Linked DNA regions of Mus musculus: regions 1, 2, 4, 5 and 6 are each linked to region 3. Evidence: chromatin contacts called from public HiChIP or PLAC-seq data. All regions are on one chromosome and are shown on one strand. Each heading gives the region's core, a stretch centred on a gene start, on an enhancer-like site or on the middle of the called end of the contact. The rest is flanking DNA. Distances are from core to core; before and after follow the strand shown. Region 1 has its middle 18 kb from the start of Gm40359. Region 2 holds the start of Klf14 (Kruppel-like factor 14). Region 3 holds the start of Klhdc10 (kelch domain containing 10). Region 4 overlaps Gm40359 (a long non-coding RNA gene). Region 5 has its middle 3.9 kb from the start of Mir29b-1. Region 6 has its middle 26 kb from the start of Mir29b-1.

The links. HiChIP or PLAC-seq counts read pairs in DNA pulled down with a chosen protein or histone mark.
Region 1: an H3K27ac HiChIP or PLAC-seq map of differentiating embryonic stem cells shows a contact between it and region 3, with 19 times the contacts expected there. The contact joins the enhancer-like site here to the promoter of Klhdc10 in region 3. A contact is called at or near these places in 24 of 39 promoter capture datasets (the 3T3-L1 cell line, 3T3-L1-derived adipocytes, the C10 cell line and 16 more), 7 of 15 datasets of contacts at CTCF or cohesin (the NIH/3T3 cell line, embryonic stem cells, hippocampal excitatory neurons and 3 more), 145 of 484 Hi-C or Micro-C datasets (the AML12 cell line, the AtT-20 cell line, B cells and 82 more), 49 of 115 datasets of contacts at active chromatin or transcription factors (the 230-238 cell line, DN3 thymocytes, the HPC-7 cell line and 34 more) and 4 of 9 other capture datasets (adipose tissue, embryonic stem cells, liver and 1 more).
Region 2: an H3K27ac HiChIP or PLAC-seq map of embryonic stem cells shows a contact between it and region 3, with 8 times the contacts expected there. The contact joins the promoter of Klf14 here to the promoter of Klhdc10 in region 3. A contact is called at or near these places in 6 of 39 promoter capture datasets (the 3T3-L1 cell line, embryonic stem cells, liver and 3 more), 8 of 484 Hi-C or Micro-C datasets (LSK cells, the N1E-115 cell line, bone marrow-derived macrophages and 4 more), 24 of 115 datasets of contacts at active chromatin or transcription factors (the 230-238 cell line, the NIH/3T3 cell line, the SCID.adh cell line and 16 more) and 4 of 9 other capture datasets (adipose tissue, embryonic stem cells, macrophages and 1 more).
Region 4: an H3K4me3 HiChIP or PLAC-seq map of embryonic basal ganglia shows a contact between it and region 3, with 8 times the contacts expected there. The contact joins the enhancer-like site here to the promoter of Klhdc10 in region 3. A contact is called at or near these places in 6 of 39 promoter capture datasets (the 3T3-L1 cell line, embryonic stem cells, epiblast stem cells and 3 more), 11 of 484 Hi-C or Micro-C datasets (the C10 cell line, CD4 T cells, bone marrow-derived macrophages and 6 more), 24 of 115 datasets of contacts at active chromatin or transcription factors (the 230-238 cell line, the NIH/3T3 cell line, SST interneurons and 18 more) and 1 of 9 other capture datasets (adipose tissue).
Region 5: a contact with region 3 is called in a FOXA1 HiChIP or PLAC-seq map of pancreatic cancer cells. The contact joins the enhancer-like site here to the promoter of Klhdc10 in region 3. A contact is called at or near these places in 1 of 39 promoter capture datasets (cranial neural crest), 1 of 15 datasets of contacts at CTCF or cohesin (the NIH/3T3 cell line), 12 of 115 datasets of contacts at active chromatin or transcription factors (the NIH/3T3 cell line, bone marrow-derived macrophages, craniofacial prominence and 9 more) and 1 of 9 other capture datasets (macrophages).
Region 6: an H3K4me3 HiChIP or PLAC-seq map of bone marrow-derived macrophages shows a contact between it and region 3, with 8 times the contacts expected there. The contact joins the enhancer-like site here to the promoter of Klhdc10 in region 3. A contact is called at or near these places in 1 of 39 promoter capture datasets (embryonic stem cells), 7 of 115 datasets of contacts at active chromatin or transcription factors (bone marrow-derived macrophages, embryonic basal ganglia, embryonic fibroblasts and 4 more) and 2 of 9 other capture datasets (embryonic stem cells and macrophages).

Annotation. Positions count from the first base shown.
Region 1 is chr6:31,031,409-31,035,094 of GRCm38.p6, reverse strand. No RefSeq gene overlaps it. Among named protein-coding and RNA genes, the nearest start is that of Gm40359, 18 kb to the right of the region's middle. Within about 2 kb of position 1,969, at least 54 of the 459 cell types and tissues checked have an H3K27ac peak or open chromatin away from gene starts, as enhancers often do. A contact at or near this core is called in the AtT-20 cell line, the N1E-115 cell line, SST interneurons and 15 more, where this site is marked.
Region 2 is chr6:30,957,567-30,961,242 of GRCm38.p6, reverse strand. Klf14 (Kruppel-like factor 14) reads left to right here and starts at 2,253. Exons shown (of 1, transcript NM_001135093.1): 1 at 2,253-3,676. The coding sequence starts at 2,546. The coding sequence ends at 3,523.
Region 3 is chr6:30,399,739-30,403,363 of GRCm38.p6, reverse strand. It overlaps Klhdc10 (kelch domain containing 10), which reads right to left and starts at 1,509. Exons shown (of 10, transcript NM_029742.3): 1 at 1,214-1,509. The coding sequence starts at 1,370.
Region 4 is chr6:31,009,314-31,012,874 of GRCm38.p6, reverse strand. Gm40359 (a long non-coding RNA gene) reads left to right here. Exons shown (of 2, transcript XR_868931.2): 2 at 2,176-2,810. Among named protein-coding and RNA genes, the nearest start is that of Gm40359, 3.8 kb to the left of the region's middle. Within about 2 kb of position 1,279, at least 36 of the 459 cell types and tissues checked have an H3K27ac peak or open chromatin away from gene starts, as enhancers often do. A contact at or near this core is called in bone marrow-derived macrophages, embryonic basal ganglia, neural progenitor cells and 2 more, where this site is marked.
Region 5 is chr6:31,065,158-31,068,831 of GRCm38.p6, reverse strand. No RefSeq gene overlaps it. Among named protein-coding and RNA genes, the nearest start is that of Mir29b-1, 3.9 kb to the right of the region's middle. Within about 2 kb of position 1,806, at least 33 of the 459 cell types and tissues checked have an H3K27ac peak or open chromatin away from gene starts, as enhancers often do. A contact at or near this core is called in pancreatic cancer cells, where this site is marked.
Region 6 is chr6:31,086,663-31,090,531 of GRCm38.p6, reverse strand. No RefSeq gene overlaps it. Among named protein-coding and RNA genes, the nearest start is that of Mir29b-1, 26 kb to the right of the region's middle. Within about 2 kb of position 2,346, at least 182 of the 459 cell types and tissues checked have an H3K27ac peak or open chromatin away from gene starts, as enhancers often do. A contact at or near this core is called in bone marrow-derived macrophages, embryonic basal ganglia, embryonic fibroblasts and 3 more, where this site is marked.

The DNA.
Region 1 (3,686 bases), core at 720-3,219, 630 kb before region 3:
CTGCTCCAAGCAGTCCAGTGCAGACTGAGCCTGGTCCCTGGCGGCTGAGTGACAGGGAGGCGTACAGTGGATTGCTGTGCAGCCCAAAGCGAAAGGGATCCTGTCATTTGTCACAAGCTTGACCTGGAGGACATGATGCCAAGGGAAATAACCTAGACACAGTATAAACCCCGCAGTGTGCTCATTGATATGCAGAATCTACACGAGATGAAATCAGAGAAGCGGAGTATAGGATGGGGGTTGCTAGGAGCTGCGGAGTTGCTGGGGACATGGGAGCTGTTGGTTAAAAGATAGGAAGAAAGTTCTGGAGAGCCAGCCAACAGCATGACTACTATAGTCAATACTCTACTGTACATCAGAAATTTGCTGATAGCAGATCTTAAATATTCTCACCACACCTGCACAGATGTTTACTGTGATGGTAGATGATATGCTGCTAACTTGCTGAGGTGGTCATGCTGTCTGGCCACAGCCAAATTAAATTAGAAGTCAATGGTAAGAGAAGTGGAGAAACCCCATACATTAGGAGAACTTGAATTATTAACTCATAGAGGAAACCAAGTAAAGGTGTATATTACAGAAACCCCCATTTGTGGAATTATATAACTCTAACTATAAAATTTAAAAATTAAGCCATGGAACCTGGCATGGTGGAGCATACCTTTATAATCCCAGCACTCGGGAGGCGGAGGCAGGTGGAGTTCTGAGTTTGAGGCCAGCTTGGTCTACAAAATGAGTTCCTGGACAGCCAGGGCTATACAGAGAAACCCTGTCTCAAAAAAAAAAAAAAAAAAAAAATTAAGCCATGGAAGACAGACTATAGATTGTGTAAAAATGTATGCTTGATAGATAGATAGATCTGAACTAATTAAAGATTTCAATCAGAACTGAATTTACAGAGTGTATGCAAATTAGTAAAAGATAATCCAAATTAAAATACTCAAGCTATTTGGGAAACACTTGATAACGAGGATGGGGCGGTCAGTAAATACCTGAGAAGGCACTCGGTCTCATTATTCATCAGGGAGTTATGAGAAAAAACCACAGACAGGATACCACTTCACACCCCTTCGGATGCTGTTAAAAATAAAATAACCAGTTCACTCATTAACCACTGAGTCAGGGTTGAAACTGAGACCACTTTGGAAAATGTTTCAATAATTACCTTCTATAGGATGGAGGAATTCCACAGCACATCCCCAAGAGAAATGGAAGTCCATCTTCCGAAAATTACTTAGGCACATATTTATATATATTTATTCATAATAAACAAAGTCTAGAAATAACGAAATGTTCATCAGGCAAATAAGGAAACAGTGATATACTACTCCCCAGGGAGGTGGACCGGATTGGAAAGTTAAAGCAGGTTCTTGTTGTGCACAGCACAAATTAGTTATATATGGGGACAGTAGTTAAGTTTTTGTTTTTTTTTCTTTTGGTTTTATTATTATTTTTTTTAATCTTCAGTAGTCTTTGATGCAGCTTATATGAAGATAATTGTTGTTCTGTTAACTGAATACCACTCTGTAATTGAAAAAAGAAAGGAAGGAAGGGGGAGAGAGAGAGAGAGAGAGAGAGAGAGAGAGAGAGAGAGAGAGAGAGAGACACGGATTGCTGGTGTATACCACAGCATAGATAAGTCTTCAAAGGACATATTAGTCAGTTATCCAGAAAGGTGGGAAGAGACGTTGTATACATACGAATAGTTATAGATAACAGATAGGTAACTGACAGGAGTTGGAGAAAAGATGGGTGGGTGAGTCGATGTGATGTAGCTGATGTGGGTACAGACATAAAGAGAAAGCCAGAATTGGCTCATATAATGGCGACCGAGATGATATGTTGCCATATCCTCTGGTGGCCACAAGATGGCGACGTAGAGCTGCTGGCTCTAACTCAGCCTGAATCCAAAGGCTTGGAAAGCTGGGTGGGGGTGGGTAGCGTTGGCGCTGTAAGCCCTGGAGATGGCAGACCCAGGGAAAGGAAGCAGAGGCTGGCCTAGCTGAGAAAAAGAGGCAGCCTACCTCTGCACTTTTGTCCTATGTAAGCCTCAGGCCTGGATGACATCCACTACAACGGTGAGGACAGATCCCACCTACAGATCAAACTCAGTCGACCAATTTGATACTAATCTCTTGTAGGAATATCCTCATAGGCCCAGAGATCTTGTTTATGCTTTGGCCTGCCTTAACATAGTCAACCTGGCCTGTGAAATTACTGCCGTGTACAAGATAAATCAAGAAATCGGTCACAAACAGGGCTCACCCTGTGTAAGTCCTTTCCTACGAAGTTCACATGTAGGTAAGCTAATCTCTGGTGATGAAAATCAGAACAACTTCCGTGTGTGGGGAGAATTTACTAGAAAGTAGCACAAAGAAATTTTGGAAGATGATGAAAATATGTTCTATGTTGATTTGAGAGCTGTTTCATAGGTTGACACATTTGTCAAAAGTTATCAGTGTGTGTGTATATATATATATATATATATATATATACATGTCTGCATACTTCTTTGCATAAGCTCATTAAATCGGAATTTTAGGGCAGAGCAGATGGCTCTGTGTGTGAAAAGGACTTTGGTGCACAAATGTGAGGACCCGAGCTTAGATTGAGAAAGTCCATGAAACACTGGTACCATAGCACATCTACCGCAGGTGTGCCTCCTTTAAGATGGGAAGTGGAGACAGGAGAATCCTGGGATGCTCCAGCCAGCTAGCCTGGTGGATGAAAGCTGAGAACAGCTGATACTGTCCTGACCTCTACCCGCCCAGTGTGACACAGACATCTCTCTCTCTCTCTCTCTCTTTCTCTCTCTCTTTCTCTCTCTCTCTGCCTGCCTGTCTGTCTCCCCCACCCCCACCCCACACACACATTTAGAAAAAGTGTTTTTAAAGTAATTTTTGGAATTGAATCTTAAATTCGATCACAAATATTATTACATTAATTCTTATTTCTATAATTCTTCTGCATGGTTATCAGTGAAGCCACATGTAACCAGGGGTATATGTACCCAGGTCTTCTAAAGCTTGAGTGTAATTTTAAAGGCTTATTGTGATCAATAGGACCTAATTCACAAATGTAAATTAGGTGAGAATATGATTTAAAATTATAAACATTATCATAATATTTTTGAAGAAGCTGACAAATATCACCAGCATTGCCCTTAAAAAAATTCTGGCTTAAGCCCTGTTTTTCCTGTGTTTTGGCCACATGACATTTGATCACTGGTTCATATAACAGCAACTTTATAGTGTTTTCTCCAGAAAGATAACTCACTCTTCTGGTATAGCTAGTACAATTTTCGTTGTTTTTGAGCCAAGAGTCTCACTGTGTGTAGCCCTGGCTGGCCTGGAACTCACTACAAAGACTAAGCTCGTGATTCCCCTGCCTCCGACTTCTGGATGCTCAGATCATAGGTGCACACCACCTCACCCAGCTGGAAAAAACTGTTTTATGATTCCTTGTTGGACTGCATAAGAGGAACAACTTTGCCCACAGGAACCGTTGTGAGCGTGCTATGGGCCCTGTAGAAATTCTTTCATGGGATTCCTATACAAGTGCACAGTAGTATTTACAATTGCGTGTGCTACATTATGGAGTCTGATAAAGGAGCCCTTTTATTTTGGTTAGATATGTCGCATCCTGAGCTTCCCATTGTCTTTGTCTAACAAGGTATGTCAGAGTTC
Region 2 (3,676 bases), core at 1,004-3,503, 560 kb before region 3:
TGATTCTAGAATGGGTTTAGCATCATGTTAGGGAAACAGGACATCTCATCTGCTGCTGATGGGTGTGCAAATTGGAACGTCATTGGCAGTTTCTAGTAAGACTCAAAACATGAGTGCTGCCTAGCAATCGTCACCTAGGTACACACTGGAGAAATTCTTGCATATGTGCAAAAGAAACATGCACTAGCAATGCCAAAATATTGGCAACAACTTCAACATTCATCAGTAGGACCATGAATAAAAAGGACACATTCATATGCATGGATCTACAATGCAGCAATTAAAATGAGTGAACTGCATTTATATTCACCAACATGATTAGGAGGGGGAAAACACCCAAAAACATACCAAGAAGGAAGAAACAAGTTAAAGAATAATATATACAGTCTTAAACCATGTGTATATATTTTTAAAAAGCAGTATCTCCATATAAATTCATATAAAGTTGAAAGTCTGCAACCTAAATTGCAAAGTTGCATACCAAATTCATGATAGAGTTTGCCTTTGGGGGAAGGCTGGAGAGTGCAGCCAGAGAGGCAGAGGGGACTTGAATTTCATCAGAAATGATGACTAGTTAAAGTTTAAAAAGAAGATCTAAAACAGATATGACAAAATAGTAACATTTATGAATTATACCAGACAGGTACACTTGTATTATATTCTCTCATCATTTTAAAATATCTCCACACGTTTTTCTAAAGCATAAATTTAAAAGAAAAATCAGGTACTAAATCATTCTCAGAGAATGTTCATGTATGGATTGCTGCAGCATCTGAAAATTTGAGGCAGTATCTTTAACAAAAATGAATCCGTTTTAGAATTGGGTCTCTTTAAAAATAATACAACTGCCAATACTATTTTAAAACTGCTGAAATGGACAGTCAGTTCTACAGGTATCAACCCACAAATCATGCTGGGAGAAGCAAGCTGCAAAGAGACATGTGCAGCACAGTAACACTTGCCCACATTTAAAATACACTAACAAAGATACATGGGTCTATTTACATACTTAGGTAGCTGTGTAATAAAGCACAGCAAATGTTAGAAGAATTTACCCTTTATGATACTGATTAGCGAGGGAGAAAACGAACAGTGCTAGAGAAACGAGGGAAATGACATTCTACCCTCTCTGGATGCTTAATATAAATTTAAAATTTGAAGCAAACACGACAAAAATATCATATTTGATTATTCTAATCATCAAGTATATGGACATATGTTATTCTTGAAGCATGTGTATCATTTTACTTTTCCAAAGAAAAAAATAGTGAAGCATTGCAAATAAAGTGCACATAACGTAATAGTACAAAAGTAAAGCCTATGTACATCCCAAACCGTGGTAGCACTACATTTAGAAATCATCCTGTTTATTTTCTGTGGGGTTTTTAATTTTTAAAAAATAAAAAGGGGGGCAAATAAAGCCGTGAAGGCATGTGAAAGAAATCATTCATATTTGATTATAAAAAAGAAAAAGCCCCCACAGTCATAAACCACTGGATGAGCATTCTATACTATTTTGCTGCATATTCTTAATTTTAATTTTTTTGTCAAAAGAGAACTAGAAGAGGTTGCCTAATTGGAAACGTGACTTTCTATTATTAAAATTGTGGGAGTCCATTTTAATGTGTTTATCTCGCTGCTAGTCTGTAATTTATATTTCAGCGTGGATATTTGTTTGTGTGCCTGTGACAGGTTAATGCAGTTTAAACGTGCGTTTTTTTCTTTCGTTGCTTGAATAGTTAAATCGTTACTTCAAGGATTTTAAGTTTCTATTTCAAGCGGGGATGATTCTTTGCTCTCGCCAGGGTTAAAACCGTTTCTGATTCAAAACGCTATTAATTAATGGCTACGCGGTGATCTATTGGCGACAAGGCTGCCGATCCTGCATTAACAGCCGAACTGCTAAATGAGAAAACTTTGTTTCGCCCCCGTTTTCTTTTGGATGAAGACTTGGGGCTATTTTCCATTTGAGCTGTGAGCGGTGGACGCGAGTCAAACGCAATCGCAGCCCACTTCGCCAGCGATCGCGTTTGCGAAGCGAAAGACAAGTCAGGTATTAGCGCCGCTTTTTTTTCCCTCGCCGCTCCCTCCTCCCCCTTAGAGGATAAAAAAAAGTTTCTAGGACTCTGCCTGACACCCAGCTGGCCAGAGACCAGGGGCGAGGGGGGCGAGGCCGGCAGGCTGCCCAGAAGTTGCGATCCGGGACTTGCGCGCATTGAAATTACCTGGCTCGCCAGCAGCGGAGAGAAAGCGCAGACAAGATAATTTCCCAGGCTGCTGGGAATGCCATAGCCCGCGCGGCAGCGCGATCCAGGGGTGTCCTCGGGCCGGGGCGGGTCCCCGCCACCCCCGCAGGCTTCAGTGCGTCAGGGCGCGTCAGGCGGGGCGGGCTCGGCTCCGGCAGCAGCGGCTGCGGGCGGCGAGCGGCGCGCACCGGCTTCCAGCTCGTCTGGCTCCAAGCGGCGGGACGGACGCTCCCGGGGACTCTCCGGCCCGCGGCTGGCCGCGCTCGGACGGCGCTCGCCCGCAACCGGGCGCCGCCAGCATGTCGGCCGCCGTGGCTTGCCTGGACTACTTCGCTGCCGAGTGCCTGGTGTCTATGTCCACCCGCGCCGTGCTGCACCGGCGCGCAACGGACCCCGAAGGCGCGAGCGCAGCGGCTGTCTCCGAGGTGGGTGCAGTGTCTCGGGAGTCGGCGGGGAAGGGTACCGGGTCACGGGGGGTGCTGTGGATACCCCCAGTCCTCCAGGTCCCCACCCCGAGCCCCGGAGAAGGCGATGGCGCGCCCCACCTGCTGGCTGCGAGCGCTTTGGCTGATTTAAGCTGTGGTGCCCGGGAAGACTTCAGGGAAGACTCCGAAGAAGCTCCGTGTGCCTCAACTAGCTGCTTCGAGCCGACCTGGTGCTCCAGCCCTACTGGGGGCTCTGAGCCTACCCAGGCCTTCTTCGAGGATGAGCTCTCTGACGCCGAGAGCTCCTGCAGTGATTCTGCTATCCTGGATGCGCCTGAGGCCTCAGAGGAGCCGGATGACAGCGGAGAAGTGCCCGAGGGGCCCCCAGGGGCCCGCCCTGCGCCATCAACGGGCCCGACGTACCGAAGGAGGCAGATTACGCCCGCATCCAAGCGACATCAGTGCTCCTTCCATGGCTGCAACAAGGCCTACTACAAGTCGTCGCACCTCAAGTCACACCAGCGTACCCACACGGGGGAACGCCCCTTCTCCTGTGATTGGCTCGACTGCGACAAGAAGTTTACGCGTTCTGATGAGCTAGCCCGCCACTACAGGACGCACACCGGTGAAAAGCGCTTCTCCTGCCCGCTGTGTCCCAAGCAGTTCTCTCGGAGCGACCACCTGACCAAGCATGCTCGTCGCCATCCAACTTACCATCCCGACATGATCGAGTACCGAGGTCGTCGTCGCACTCCCCGCCCTGAGCCACCACCCCCAGCCATGGTGGAAAGCTCTGGTTCCGACTCCAGCTCCTCTTCTGGCCAGGAGACCAGCTTCACTGCTTGCCTGTAGGACTGTCTTGCTGTCTATCTTTCCCTCAAGCACAACCCCCACCCCCGCTGCCCCCCAGGCCGTTGTCCATGCCTTCTCTCTGTCCATTCCTATTTTCCAGGGTCATTAGACCGAGGTACAGACTGGTTGCTCCGCACTGGGGATGGGTTCAGA
Region 3 (3,625 bases), core at 260-2,759:
ATCCAATTTATGGTATATTTGATTATTTACAAATGTCTCAATTTTATTTTAATGGCATGAACAAATGGGTTAATGAACATTTCTGGCACACATCAAAAACCATATCACAAATATTAGTAATTATCTCTCTGAATAAGTAAAATCCCCTTTGTTATCTTTAAATTAATCAACTGATTTTTTTTACCACCTAGAAGAACAAGTCACAATAGTAAACACAATTCAGAAACAATCAGGTTCTCAAAACATCTAAACAAATATACCACTGATACAATCAACTTAACACTAGTCACACATACACAAAAAAACATGGCGAAGGTCTAGTACATCATTCCTGACAATTCTCTTCACGGTGAAAAAAAAAAAAAAACACGACTGCCCAATAAAATGATTTAGCATTCTGTGCATGATTTAATTCTCTACCTTTTAACAGACTGAAAATTTGTAAACGTACGCTTTTTACAACTGTTTACACACATACCTACATGACTTTGTTTTGTTTTTTTTAAAACATGTGAACTCAAAGACCATGAAATTTTTAGCAGTAGGTATATTTTTCCAATTTTCAGTTTTGATACCGGGATCACATCCTTTCGTTTCTTTATATTCATGATCTTCATTTCCCCCTTTTAAAATCTAGTCACCATTACCCATTCTGTCTCTGTACATCCCCAAATATTACTGATTCAACCATTTCCCTTAATCTTTTTTATTTTCTTTCCCATATACTCCCTAGCCAACACACACACACATACATACATACACACACACACTTTCACATGCTCATTCCATTTCAAAATATCCAACTCTGACACAGTTGGTTGGCTTTTTTTTTTTCCTTTCAAACAAAATCACTTCTATATTGCTCTCCTCTCCTTAATTTGGCACTCCTTTTGAAATAATTTTCCACAGTTAAACACCAATGTCTTTCTTTCACAACATCCATCCGCGGAAGAGGAAAAGATTAAGAACCGGGCAAGCGAAACATTTGGGAATGTCAAAGAGACAGCGGCCTCTCGGTCGGGAGGAAAATACAACTCTCCTCCCCGAGCTGTCGACACAGCGAGACTTCTCTTCGGCGTGCTCCGGTTCCCCTCCTGACCTCAACGCCACCTTCCTGCTGCTCTGCTTCCCTGTCCTCCCTCGGCTGTGTGTCCGAGGGGCAGCAGAGCCCGGCGACCGCCACCTTCTCGCCGGCAGCGGCCCCACCACTCACCTGGCAGGTGCGGCCGTCCCGAGAGCTGCACGAATCGGTTGAGCTGTCCGGTGCCCCGACCCCCGCCGGCCGCGCCGGCCCCGCTAACCCCGCTGGCCCCGCCGGCCGCGCCTCCTCCCCGCCGGCGGTTCCGGTCCCAGCCCTGGGCAGCCGACATGGCCCGCTAACGATTGCCGCAGCCCGGTCCCGGCAAGCCCCTGCCCCGGCAGCGCGAGCCGAGCCTCCTTCCCGGGCTCCTCAAGAGACCCGGGAGACGGGGGCCGGGGTAGCGCCGGGCTCTCCAGCAACCAATGGCTGGCCGCCTTGGTGACAGTGGACCAATGGGCAGTCTCTTTCTTGGCAGGTGGAGGGAGGCGGGGAGAGACGTGGTAACCATAGCTATAGCTAAAAGAGATGGGGGGAGAAAAGGCGTAAGCAGACGCTCAGAGAGCGCATCGATTCCCGGAGCTCGCCCGCTTCTCCGGGATGCTGGGGGCTCAGACCAGATAGTCGAAGACCGAGCGGGGAGGCTACGCCAGAGGAGACTCCCAAGCAGGGTCGCTGCCTCAGCATGGTCGATACTCCGGAATTCTGTCCCATAAGCACTGCATTTAGAAACATCATAGGTACACAATGCATGTACTTGGTGTTGGTACATCTGTCTGCAGTTCTGCAAACTGAGCCCCGGTCTGCGGACTGTTGCCACACACAAAGGGCTCACGGGAGGTGGGGGCAGGGGGAGGAGTCAGATGAAATCTAAAAAACTCCTGGCTTTCATCATTTGTTTTGTCTCACGGTGGCACTGCCGGGACCCTTCCCCTGCAAAAGCCACGTCAAGAGCAAACAGCTTTAAACCCGATTAGCAAATACCGAAAACTGTTCGATATTAGAGTAATCATAGAAACACAAGTGAAAATTTCAATAAGAAAATCTTTCAGGCATCAGTGAAGATCTTTATTTAAACACGCGGCTTGTGTATGCCTGCCAAGAAAAAAACAATAGAAAAAGATACTCTCTTAGATGACACACGATCAAGTAAATGTTTTACTCACACACACACACACAAACAATCCACCTCAATTGTCTTACAATATACACAGTTAACGATAGAAAATGGAACGGACGATGTGATTTTAAAATGTAAATATCAGAAATTCCCATCGTTTCAAAATTAAACCGAAAATTTGGCTTTGAAGTTGGGGAGGCGCAGTGCACAGTGGGAAAATGCAGATACACATTGCTGTTTCCAAATAAGGAAAAAAAACATAAATTTCTCAAGGGAAACAAAACCTTTCAAGATCTAATCTGATGGACTGCTGACCCCCTTGATGTTTCACACATGAGAACCTCACATGTTGGATTTTTTTTTTTTTTAAGGAGTGGGGTGGAGAAGGAGAAAGTGCTGAGACCAGAAGTCTCCTTTGATCTCAGTGAGCAAATTTCATGTCGTCATGAAATTTTGGTTTTTTGTCTCCACACCCAGTTTCTGTAGGAAAAGAAGTATTTTTATCCATTATGCATTATGATACAGTTTATTGAAATGTTTGACATCTGATAAAAAGAAAACCCATGGAGCTGGGGATGAAGGTAGCTCAGTTGCTTAAAATACTTGTCTAGCACCAAAGGTACAGTCTCCTGCCACAGTATAAAACTCAGCATGGTGACACACTCTTGTAATCCCCAACCGAGGATGGTGGCAGAAAGATCAGGCATTCAAATCCAGCCCCACTCAGATAGATACATTACAAGTTCAAGGCCAACCTTAGCGGCATAAAATCCAGACTCAACAACAACAAAAACAAACAAACAAACAAACAAACCCAGGACCACCAAGAGCTAGAAGGATGTATGCAGAGCACTGGCTGGTCGTCCAGAGGACCTTGGTTCGATTCCTAGGACTTACAGAGCAGCTCTCAACCATCTGTAAGTCCAAATTCAGGATCAGACGCTCTGTTATGACCTCCTCTGGGTGCTGGGCATGCAAGTGATGTACAGACAGACATAAGGGCAGGCAAAACACCCAGATATATTAAATTAAATTAAATTTAAGAAAAAAGGCTGGACCAAACAGAAGCCTAGCGTGATGGTGCTTGCCTGTCTCCCCAGCCCAACACCTCACTGGCAGAAGTAGGAGGCCCATAAATTCAAGTGCCTTGGCTATATAATGAGTTTAGAGCCACTCTGTGATTTATGAGACTGTCCCCAGCCGCTCCCCAAAACCAAAGTCTGTGATCCTAAAACAGGAGAAAAAAAAAACCCCTAATGAGTTAATTTTTCTAAAGAATTGTACTCCCCCAGCTGGAGGGATGACCCAGCAGCTAAAAGCACTGGCCACTCTTCGAGAAGACCTGGATTTGATTCCCAGTACCCACATGGTAACTTACAACCACCTGTAACTCCAGTCCCAAAGAGTCGAATTCCCTCTTCTGGTGT
Region 4 (3,561 bases), core at 30-2,529, 610 kb before region 3:
GCCTGATTTCTTTAACTATCTCTCTTTCAATACTGGAGGCAATTCATCTGAATAGGCAACATTCTTACTGAATTCCAAGCTCAGGGTCGGCTCAAGGACTGCCTAGGACATTGGTGAAGGCCAGGAAGCAAAGTTCAATTTAGCTTAGGTATTTGACAAATCATTGCTTGGAGGCACCTATAATAAAACAATACTGAAAGAAAGCACACAGATCCATTCACTGACTAACACAAGGACATGTTTGGAGTATTCCTGCTACAGGATGCCAAGGCTCCAAGAGACTAAGTTTCCGTGAAACATTTTGCCATGGGACTGTGTCCAAGCTTTTGGGCCTGCCACTAAGTTTTTACTGGAGTGGGTGTGGCACCTCTGGAGTGCCAAGTTAACAGGTGTGAGTCACAGCACCTAGCAGGATGCTGGAGATCAAACCCAGGACTCCACACATGCTAGGCAACCACACTATCACTGAGCTACATGAACAGTGTCTCAACTTCTGGATATAGACCAATAGACCCCCAAAGTGCAGGGTCTATTGGTCTATATGCTGTGCTGTGCTGCAGTTGGCCCATGAGAGCCGCTCTGTATTTCTTTCCCCGCTTGGCCTTCAGTGACTGTGCACTGATAGATAGCTCGATAGAGGAGGGGAGTTTAGGACAATGAAACCAACAAAAGCTAAGAGCATCCTCTCCCATTCCTTCCTTTCTGAAGCAGAGGCCCACCAGCCTGTAGCTTCTCCCTTGGACCCGGCAGAGGTTATAATGGGGTGTTTTTGCTGTCTGCGTTTTGCTGGGGAATGGCTCCTGCCATATGAGTCCATGGATTTTAACTATTTCAGTGAACTCTGCTGGCTTTTCGAGATGGCAATTTTCCCCTTTTTTTTTTTTTTTTGTACATGCAGTTAAGAATTGTCCTAAGGGATGAGTCTCCACCGAGTCTTCAGTGGCACTCTGTGCTAGGCTCCTAGCCTGTCCATCTCAGGAAGTGGTACCCTCTTTGAGTCATTTTCTCTCACCATTATTGCTGCCAGTGTCCTACCCTCAGCCCAGCTAGTCTCAGTGGACTTTCTTCAGCCTCTCTATCCTTAAATGCCTCTTGGAACTAGACTTGGCCCCTCCCCCTGCTGCCTGAGAAGCTGACTTTCTAAATCAATTCTCTCTCTTTCTCTCTCTCTCTCTCTCTCTCTCTCTCTCTCTCTCTCTCTCTCTCTCAATTCAGAAGTCCCGTGAGCTGTGGCCACAGGCCAAGATCCCAAATTAACCTATGCCATCATTTCCCTCTTAGCACTTGAAACTGTAGCATGCTCTGGGCAGAATGCCAAGGCTTTCTATCCTAGGCCCTAACGGCCTTCATTACCTAAATAAAATGTTGCCTGAAATAGAAAAGTCAGATTTTTTTAACTCTTTATTGACTTTTACTTTATGTTACTAATTGCTATTGAGCATCCTGTGAGCTGTAGCGCACCTTGGTAAGGATGAAGCTTTCAGGAAACATTTTCAGGGTTAGCCTAAGAATTACAATGTCTTAGCAGACTCAAACACCAAGCAGTTTTGTAAACATTAACAGAAGAAAGCTCTTTATGCCAGCTTGACAATGGAAGTTCTGTGCAGCTGTGAATGCTTCAAAACTCTCTCTCTCTCTCTCTCTCTCTCTCTCTCTCTCTCTCTCTCTCTCTCCTATTTTTGTTGTGGTGGGTTTTGTTTTTGTTATTTAATCAAGCATAATATTTTTATTGATTATTTGGGAATTTCACACAATGCACCCTGATCGCCTGATCGTACCCCATTCACCTTCCTTTCTTCCCGGGTCCATACTCTCACCGCCCACCCCACCCCCCAAGAAACAGAAGAAAATAAAAAATATACCCCAGGTCCAGTTTGTGTTGCCCATATACTCAATGGAGCATGCTGAAATGCCCAGTGGCCAGCCACTTGAAGATAACTGAGTCCTTCCCCATCCCCACCCCACCAGAAGCCACCAACTGTGAAGTGCTACACTTTAGCTGCCTTAGCACAATTTTTAAGCACTCTCTTCAACGTTTTCCTGCCTGACTTTTTTCTTTTCTTTTTTTTCTGGGAGTAGGGGTGGGCTAGGGGTGGAGGTGGCGGGGGAGGGGGTGGGGAATGTTGTCACAGATGCCTTCTATGTCTCTCATTCTCAACTGTGAGTCTGCATTAGATCGACGATGCCACGACAAAAGAAGCTTCCTGGCCCAAAACAGCCAGCGGCAGCATGGATTGTGGACCTCAACATGACCCCAGGTGGCAGCATAGACCACAAACGCCAACAAGGCCCTCCCTCTGCGGGAGCATGGACCGCAGATACCAACTTGGCCTCTGGCCGCAGCCCTGACCACAAACACTCATGTGTTCTCTAGCAGTAGTATGGACCAAGGACATCAACATATCCCCAACCCCACCTTCCACCCCCACTGCAGCATGTAACATCCACGTGGCCTTTGGCAGCAACACAGACCCATGGGTATCAACATCCCGCAACAGCAACAGCAGCGGCACGAACCATGGACGTCTTTTCAGGTGGTCCAATCCAGGAAATGAACTGTTCTCCATCTTGGAAGCCCTGTCTCTGCTCAGAGCTGAGAGAGATCTGTAGCCTGGGCAGTGTGCTGGGGGCAGAGGCTGTGAGGGCTCCAGGCTCCAGGCTACTCAGGAACAACAGCTCCCCCACCCCCCGCTGCACCCCACCACAGCCTCACCCCCACGTCTGTCATGAGCAGCTCCATCTGCTAACTCTGCCCCACCTCTCTATCACACGTATATTCACCGAAGTGGCATTAAAACCTGCAGCGTCTCTGTTGTGGTTATTCCTCAGATTGTTTTGATATTGTATATTGTGAATGTCTAATGTACTTATATTTTGTAGAAGGGGTAATATGAAGAATAGTTCATTTATTATGGGTAACTTTCTCCTATGTCTTAGTCAGTATTCCATTGCTGTGAAAAGACACCATGACTCTATCAGTGGAAGCATTTAACTGGGGCCTGGCTTACAGTTTCCATGTTAATCCATTATCATCATGGCAGAGAGCATGGCAGCATGCAAGCAGACATGGGGCTGAAGAAGAATCCAAGAGCTACATTCTGTCCTGAAGGCAAAGAGATTTGAGTCCTAGCATGGATTTTTGAAACCTCAAAGCCTACTCATACATAGTGACACACTTCCTCAAATAAGGTCACCCTCCCTAATCCTTCTAATCCTTTCAAATAGTGTCGCTCCCTGGTGACTAAGTGTCTTAGTTAGGGTTTTACTGCTGTGAACAGACACCATGACCAAGGCAAGTCTTATAAAAAGACAACATTTAATTGGGGCTGGCTTACAGGTTCAGAGGTTCAGTCCAACATCATCAAGGTGGGAGCATGGCAGTATCCAGGCAGGCATGGTGCAGGCAGAGCTGAGAGTTCTATGTCTTCATCCAAAGGCTGCTAGTGGAAGACTGACTTCCAGGCAACTAGGGTGAGGATCTTATACCCACACCCACAGTGACACACACATTCCAACCAGGTCACACTTATTCCAACAAGGCCACACCTTCAGATGGTGCCA
Region 5 (3,674 bases), core at 557-3,056, 670 kb before region 3:
TCAGGAAAGGGAGACATTTATTTAAAGTTTCAGGGTGGGATTGGGAGTGGGGACGTGTGCTAGAGAAAAAGGAGAGAGAACGGTTTGATTTGAGACAGTAATTCTGTGTGCTACAGATGATCCTCCTGCCTCAACTCCAAGTGCTGGCATTGCAGATCTGTGCTGCTATGCACAGCTTTCTCTTTCTTAGTTTTCACAGATCTCAAAGCTAACCCTCTGAAAGGGTTAAAGTGCTTGCTCAAGGCTGTGTAAGGAGCAGTAGAGGAGACACCTGCATCTTCCTAATCCAGGACCTACACTGTTTGTCCCTTTAATCCCAGGCAAAAGGTGCCATCGTTTGAGAGATCCCTTTATGACCCTTGACAGAGGGTAACATATATGTCCTGGCACTCCGCAGGCTGATACTCCTGAGGAGCAGGGCTTAAAGGAGAGGGAAACCCCTCCCTCTGCAGAGACCAGGGCCAGCCCTTCAGAGCGAGGTGCTGTCTTCTCCCTGGAGTTGGGTACATTGTGAGCCTCGCTGCAGTTCTGCCCTTAGATGGAACTTTTGTGTGAGGAAACTCACAGACTCCTGCAGGTTTCTTCACTGCAGAAACTGGGTGTGTAACCCACCGCCAACCAAGCTATAGGGCGGTGGCCATTGGGCTCCCAGGTTCTCTGGGGGAAGAGGGTGAATTATAGCTACTCTGTAATTAGGCTTTCTCAAACACTGACCTGGGAGGCTCTTCGCCAGCCTAAATGCAGTAAGCCACTTTCTAAACACTTCCGCTGCGCCTGTGATCTGATGGGGACCCTGATACTGCTTAAAGCACTGGCCCCGCTCCTTAGGCCTGTGGCCACACAAGTTTGGGAAGCTGCTAGTACTTTATGGTGCCACGGCTTTACTGCTGCACTTTGGATTTCACCTTGTGTGGGTCTTGACACATCTTCCTCCTCCTCCTCCTCCTCCTCCCTACCTTAATCCTGAACCTGGGTTCCCCGCCCCAAAGGCTGTTAACACAGACTGTAACATAATCACGGCTGCTTCTCACTATTTCTTTTACCAGTCACCATCTTCAGATGTTAATCCCAGTGCCCAGTGATCTTCCCGACAGACGCTCCATTCTTGTTTGGAAATTACGTTGAAGGGCGTGAACTACAAGAGGAATGGACTTTGGACATTGTGAGAGTAGTGGATAGAATGGAGGGTTGTCGTGTTAAGTCAAACAAGCCAGACTCAGGACAACTTGTACTGCATGTTCCCTGCCATATAAGGAATCTCAAGTGAAAAGCAAAACTCAACAGTGGGATGTGGTAGTGTACATCTTTAAGCCCAGCCACTGGGGAAGCTGAGGCAGGTGGATCTTGTGCATTGTAGGTCAGTTTGGTCTCCAGAGCCAAGTTCCAGGTCAGCTAGGAGTCCACAGGGAAACCCTGTCTGGGCTATCCAAAACAAGCAAGCAAACCAAGATCCAATGCACACATTTACACAGGAGACACAGAACGAGAAAGGGAGCGTTTGGGAAGGGGATGTGGAAGGGGGAGGGGTGGGTGGTGAGCACTGGCCACATACTCATTACTTGTGTGGAGATGGCATGATGAAGCCTGACATTTGGATAATGAAACATGGTAATAGTAAAAAGAAAATGGCACTTGGCCCTCATGTGGTCTGCAGATAGTATTCTTTTCCAAGCTGACCCGCTCACAGACCTGGCCCACACCATCCTGGTTCGAGGATCAGCTTTGAGGCCTCTGCTGTTCCAGGCTCCCTGAGGGGCATTGCAGTCATTAACTTGGACATCGCAGTGGTTAGAATCTTGACTGCTGAGTCACTGGGCTTCTCTTTGTTGAGTTGTTAAATCTCTTGTAAACCATCCTGTGTGGGCCTGCTGGGACAGCATTCCCAGTTTGTTAACCTGAGTGATCAATATTTTGGAAATGGCACCGCCTACGCCCTTGGCTTCTTGTCTGATGAAAGGTACCTCTGGCTTAAAGTTAGACCACATAGGAAAGAGTAGAATGATGTAGTTTGAGTTCCATAATTGCCCTCTGCCTGGCTGTAGAGTGAGCAAAAAGGATTGTTCTCAAAGACAAGTGTAATGTCCGCCCTCTGTGGGCCTTCTGCAGCCTGCATTGCTAAAGCCTTAGGGCTTACCAATTCCCCTTGAAAATAGACCTTCTCCTACCCTGTGCAAGACACCTTCATTCTTGCTCTGGTTGGATCTACAGGTTTATAGCATGCTGCAGCTCCTACACCAGCTTGCACAGTACACCTCGCTGCTGTGCCAAGTGGAAGGCCAAGGGCCGTGCTCCTTAGTCATAACCACCCCAGTGTCGCCAAATGCAGGTAGCCAATCCACAGCAGTGCCTGCGGAAGGAAGTAATAAATGTCTCTCACTGGACAGCAGAGAGAAGGGACCTTTTGAAAGTGTCTGAGTAGAGAACCCCACGTCCGTGGGATACACCCTGAGGTTCGTGTGTCACCGAAATACCACATACTGCTCCTCTCACGAAGGCTCTCTGCAGCGTGTCTGTCCCTGGAAAATGCTTGTAGCAGGTTGTCTTTGTGGCCCTGTAGAAGTTGAGGTGCATGCTTGCAAATCACCCTTAAAGAGGTCTTGCTGTATTTTGTCCACGGTGAGTCTCCAGTGAGTTTTTAAGTGACCATCGGAGTTTGATAGCCACTCTTACACACCCAGCTGCCAGTTCACAACCAGGGAAGACCTACAGAAACCTGTGCTCACCAGCGACAGCACAGGTCCCGCGTGGAGGCCCTTGAATGGAGAAGTAATCAGAATATATTTGCAGGTGCTCATTCAAGTGTGCGGAGATGGGAGGCACAAGGCAAAGGTATCTTTTTTTGACACATCCGTGTATGCCTCTCACTTGTGAGCTGGACCTCTTAGCTGCATCCCTCTACTAAAATGCCAAAGGAAAGTTCCGTATTGCTCGTTCGATCATCTCATGTACTACCTGATTTAACCCTTACAAAGCTCGGCTCTTCTGGGTACGGCTTCCAGATGTGTGAGCACAGCTACTGCAGTGACACGTGTGGCCTGGCCCAGACACACCGGTTAGGCCTGCCGAGTCCTGGTGGCCCTAACGTTTTGAAGCTGTGTTCCTCAAGGGGTGCTGGTTCAGGATGTGATAGTTCTTGTGAAATCTCCAAGCCCCGAGGGAAGTTATCTTAATCCAGTTTGCTCAACACAAGAACAGACTGGCTTCTCACGTCACTGGGAGCAATACGCATCTACTGCAGGGCCTTTCCACACAGAGCCCTGCTGTGGGTTACTGACTCAGACCAGGCCCCGATTTCCCTATCAGATTTGACAGAAGTGCACAGGAAGGGCAGTGCGTTGAAGAGCAGCATGAAGCATGCAGGCTGGGTTGTGAAGCAGGCCCACATTTTCATGGCTGGTGAGCTGAGAGCTGCTTAGGGGTCTATCCTTGGAAGATAACTGTTTCTACTCATAGGGTGAAGAGTCTGCCAGCCCAGCGTGTGATCTGTGTATTGTAAGGTTTCTTATTTTTGTCCTTTCAGGAGTTGTAATACTGCAGAGTTGTTGCTAGTTAAAAAATAACAGTAACCCAGCCTACAGAAACAATAGTTCTTTTATGCCCTAGCCCCAGACTAAAGGGTAATGAGGTTGTGTGTCCATTAAAGGGAGAAGGGAAGCACGGGCACACTTGTGAGT
Region 6 (3,869 bases), core at 1,097-3,596, 690 kb before region 3:
CAAGTGAGCACATCTCTCAAGGACAGCAGTGACCTCCAAAGCCACCATCTGCTTGGCATGTGTCCCCTGTGCCCCTCCTTAGCTTCTGCTTCATGGCCTTCTAGTTTGGCTTTATGTTCCCTTCCCCCCTATCCAATACTTCAGGACTGACCTCCCAGGACTGTTCCGTCGGCAGTCAGAGAGGACGGGACTAGCCACACGCACCACCCTTGAGATTTGAACCTGGTATGTGTGTGACACTAGGGGAGGGAGGCTTCCTGTTGGCAAGATGGGAAATGAGCTATCCAAGCATTTGAGCAGTGCTCAGAATACCAGTCAACGTCCTTCCTCCCACCAGCATAGCAGCAGCAGGACTTGTAGACTCATGCTCTCTCACTGAGGACAACCATAAGGTCTCAAAGGTGAGGGCAGCAGGGTGAGTGTGTATTCTCATCTCCAGTTATAACTGGTGAAATATGTTCACATTATGCAAATGGTTCCCAGTATCAGTCTGATGGCCTGTGGATATAGCCCCATAGAGAGCGACTTGCCTAACCTGTGTGAAGCCCTGAGTCCAGTCCCCAGTGCTGCCAAAGGCAAGCAGCAGCAACATCAACAACATGACCATTTGTAAAAATGTTCAAAACAGCATGTCCCTTCTTAGTATCCAAAAACAAGAAAGAAGAGAGTCAGGCCAAAACATCCAAAGGCGCTGAAACAAAACCAGGAAGGACTTGCTCTGTCTCTACTCCGAAGTTGTCGATTGCAGAGGCTTGTGTACCCTCCTCTGGCATTGACACACACCCTCCCCCCACCGGTTCCCCCCACCCTCCCCTCACCCAGAATGAAGGCTCATTCTCAGCTGGACCATGTAAGGCAAGGGCGAGCTCTTAGGAAAAGGCTGCCTTTCTCCAGCATGCATGGTGTCCTCAGAAAGAAACCCTGCCACGACTGATACTCTACCTTCCCCATGCATCTGAGCAGCCTGCCGTCAGGAGCTCCTATACCCTTCTTCCTGGCATAAACTAATAGGTTTGGCAAAACACCAAACACCATACTTCAATGGCAGCTTCAAAGGACACCTTAGTGTTGGATGACGTGTGCGCTGCTGTTAACGTGACTGTCCCATAAACGGCTCTGAAAATGGTTCCTTCTACGAACCTAGGGAGTGGCAGTAGACTCTGTTTAATGCCATCTGGGAGGAAAGAGGATTTCATGTTTGAAATTTGGGAATAAACAAAACCAACTTTCTCTCTCCTGCAAGGGTTAATGCTCCAGTCAGCTTCAGATGGGTTCTCTTGAGTCTTACAATTGCTTTTCTGGTCACGCACTCAGAAGGTCTAAGCATTTGTGGATCTCACCCTCCACCCCCACCCCAAATGCTATTCTCTTTGGCAGTCTTAATTACACAGGGGTTGGGAAACCAAATTAAAACTAGGCGTGGCTGGGTAAACAGCGATCACATTGCAGGCTTTTAGCTTTGCTCTTGGGGCTGTCTCTCCTTCCCGTAGCTCTGCTTTGCACTTCGTATTTTCCTGAAGGAAATAGCATGGGGTCTTTTGGAAATAGTCACAGGAAGTGGGACTCGGTGGCTGGTTACTCACCAGCCGCGGAGTCAGTCCTGACAGGTGGCAAATGCTGCTGCCTCCCTCCTGATTTATGTGAAAATAGCCCCGAGAGGCAGCCATGAGGGTGGGTGCACAGCCCAAAGGGCTTTTTGTCCACCGTGGCTTTCACGAGGAGACTGGTCATGGCGTGTCATCTGGATTGGGGGGGGGGGTGTGACTCAGAGCTGAGCTGGGGTCGCTCCACACACGTGGTAGCCACCGTGGGGTTTCTGCTCAGTTCTCAGAGTGCAGGCGGTCTCCTAAAAATGATCTCTCCCTCCCACCCCCAACAGCCGTCCTTTCTCAGTGAGTCACTTCCAGAAATGAATAGCCGCAGATTTTGGAATGAGCATTGTGAAATCTCTCGTTTATAATGGCAGGTTTTCAGTTGGTGGCTTGATCAGACATTTTCTCAAGATGAAAATGAGACCTTGTCTTTAAAAAGAAAAGAAAGTAAGTAAGCCCTGTGGATTCAGAAAGCAAAAGTCTCCCACTGAAGAGCTGTCACAGCTGACCTAGCCCTGTGTGTCGAGCTGTGTGTCCTTAGATCTGCCTGTTTGGATGAGTTCTTGGAATTACGGACCTCTCAGCAGTAGTAGCTGGTGGTTTCCAATGCAGAAGGTTACTATTTGAATCAGCTCTCCTCTGGGTGAGTAGGTGGTAGTTTCCCAAGGTGTTCAGCAACTTGAGCCGTGGATTTAAAAGACTGCTGGCAGCTCTTACACACTTCTGCTTCCTGAAGCCCAGTGGATGGTTCTGCCGAGCAGCAGGAGGACCCTGGGGTGTGTTTGAACAGTGTGGATGATTGAATTACCACTCTGTCTTCTGAATATGGAGATCTTTTGAGGAGGAGAAGGTATTTTTGCAGAAGGAAGTGGTTTTATTTGTTTTAGGGGGAGCTTTCAGAGGGGTAACTATTGGGTTTCTGTTTTAAGCACTAAGACCCTTCTTTGGTGTGAAGGAGATAAATGACTTAGGGTCTTAACAGAGAAGTTTTTCTGTAACTCTGAGGAAGCTGTATGGCACTACTAGCAGTAGCCTCTGTCCAAGGAGGATGCTAACCCCAGCAGAGACTGACTATCTGACAGTACCCACTCTGGGTCTGCCAGGCCCCATGGGCTCCTGGGTTAGTGGGAGCACTTTGTGCAGGGCAGAGAGAATGAGCCCAGTTACTGGAAGCGGGGAGTGTAGCTGCAGGGATTGTTCTCTCAAGTGGATCAGTTGTTTGACCTACTGACTCATTTCGTAGGAATTGGGAAAACAACCTAATGTGGTTTTATTGTCGCTGTTCAGGACTGCAGGGTCTCAGCCTGGGATTGTGATGGGCTGGAGGAAGGTGCTGCTAGCATTCATGCTTTCTGCTGGCCCGCTCTTGGCTCTCCTGTGGAATTCAGTCCTCTGCTTCCAGGACAAGCCCAGCCTGCACTTGGGGATCCTTGGGTGACCGTTCAACCGTGAGTATTTTTTTTGAAGCTCACTGATTCTTGCTTAAAAACTTATAAATGGCATTTCATCAAAGGAAGAGCTTCAAAGAACTATCTTTGCTGGTTGTCGTGTGTGTAACACATTTCACATTTACTATGAAGAGGACTCTGTGTGTGATCCTGACTACAGAAGCACACATGACCTACAGATAACCATGGGAGCTAAGAATTAAGATTTTTTTGTTTGTTTTTATAGCATATACATAAAAATGAAGTTGTAGTTTTATTATTTAAAGCGAAACGTGAGGTAGATCCGTAAGATGCACATTTGAGGAAGTGACATGTCTGTGTGCAGAGACTTGTGATTCCTGGTGCTTTTCTTTCTCACCAGTGCTAGTAAATAAACCTCAGAAGAGAACAAAGAAAGTGCTTTGGTCCCGTGTAAGAGCAGACTTAGAGAAGATAGCCCTGAAGATGTGTATGCTACTCTCTGGGTTAGCTGTGCTGACTGCCTCCTCCTGATCCCATGTCCAGATCATATCCTTAATTAGTGTAAGGGATGCTTGTTAGGTGACGGCTGTGGGCGTTCTTACTCTCCCACCAAGGGGCTGAGTAGAGGGTACAGTCTATTGGGTCATGTCTGTTTAGTATACTGTTATGTCCTAACGCTGCAGAGTTAGAGTTATCAATCTGTTCTAGATTCTAGCCCTCCCTCCCCACCCCCCACCCCAAGATGCTGATAGAAGCCACGAATCCTTTAACCACGTCATTACACTTTTGCTTGCACATGGAGGCATCCACAGAAATGGAGACCCCTCTCCAGATGCAGCAGGTATAGGAGGCTGGGTTGCACTCTCAG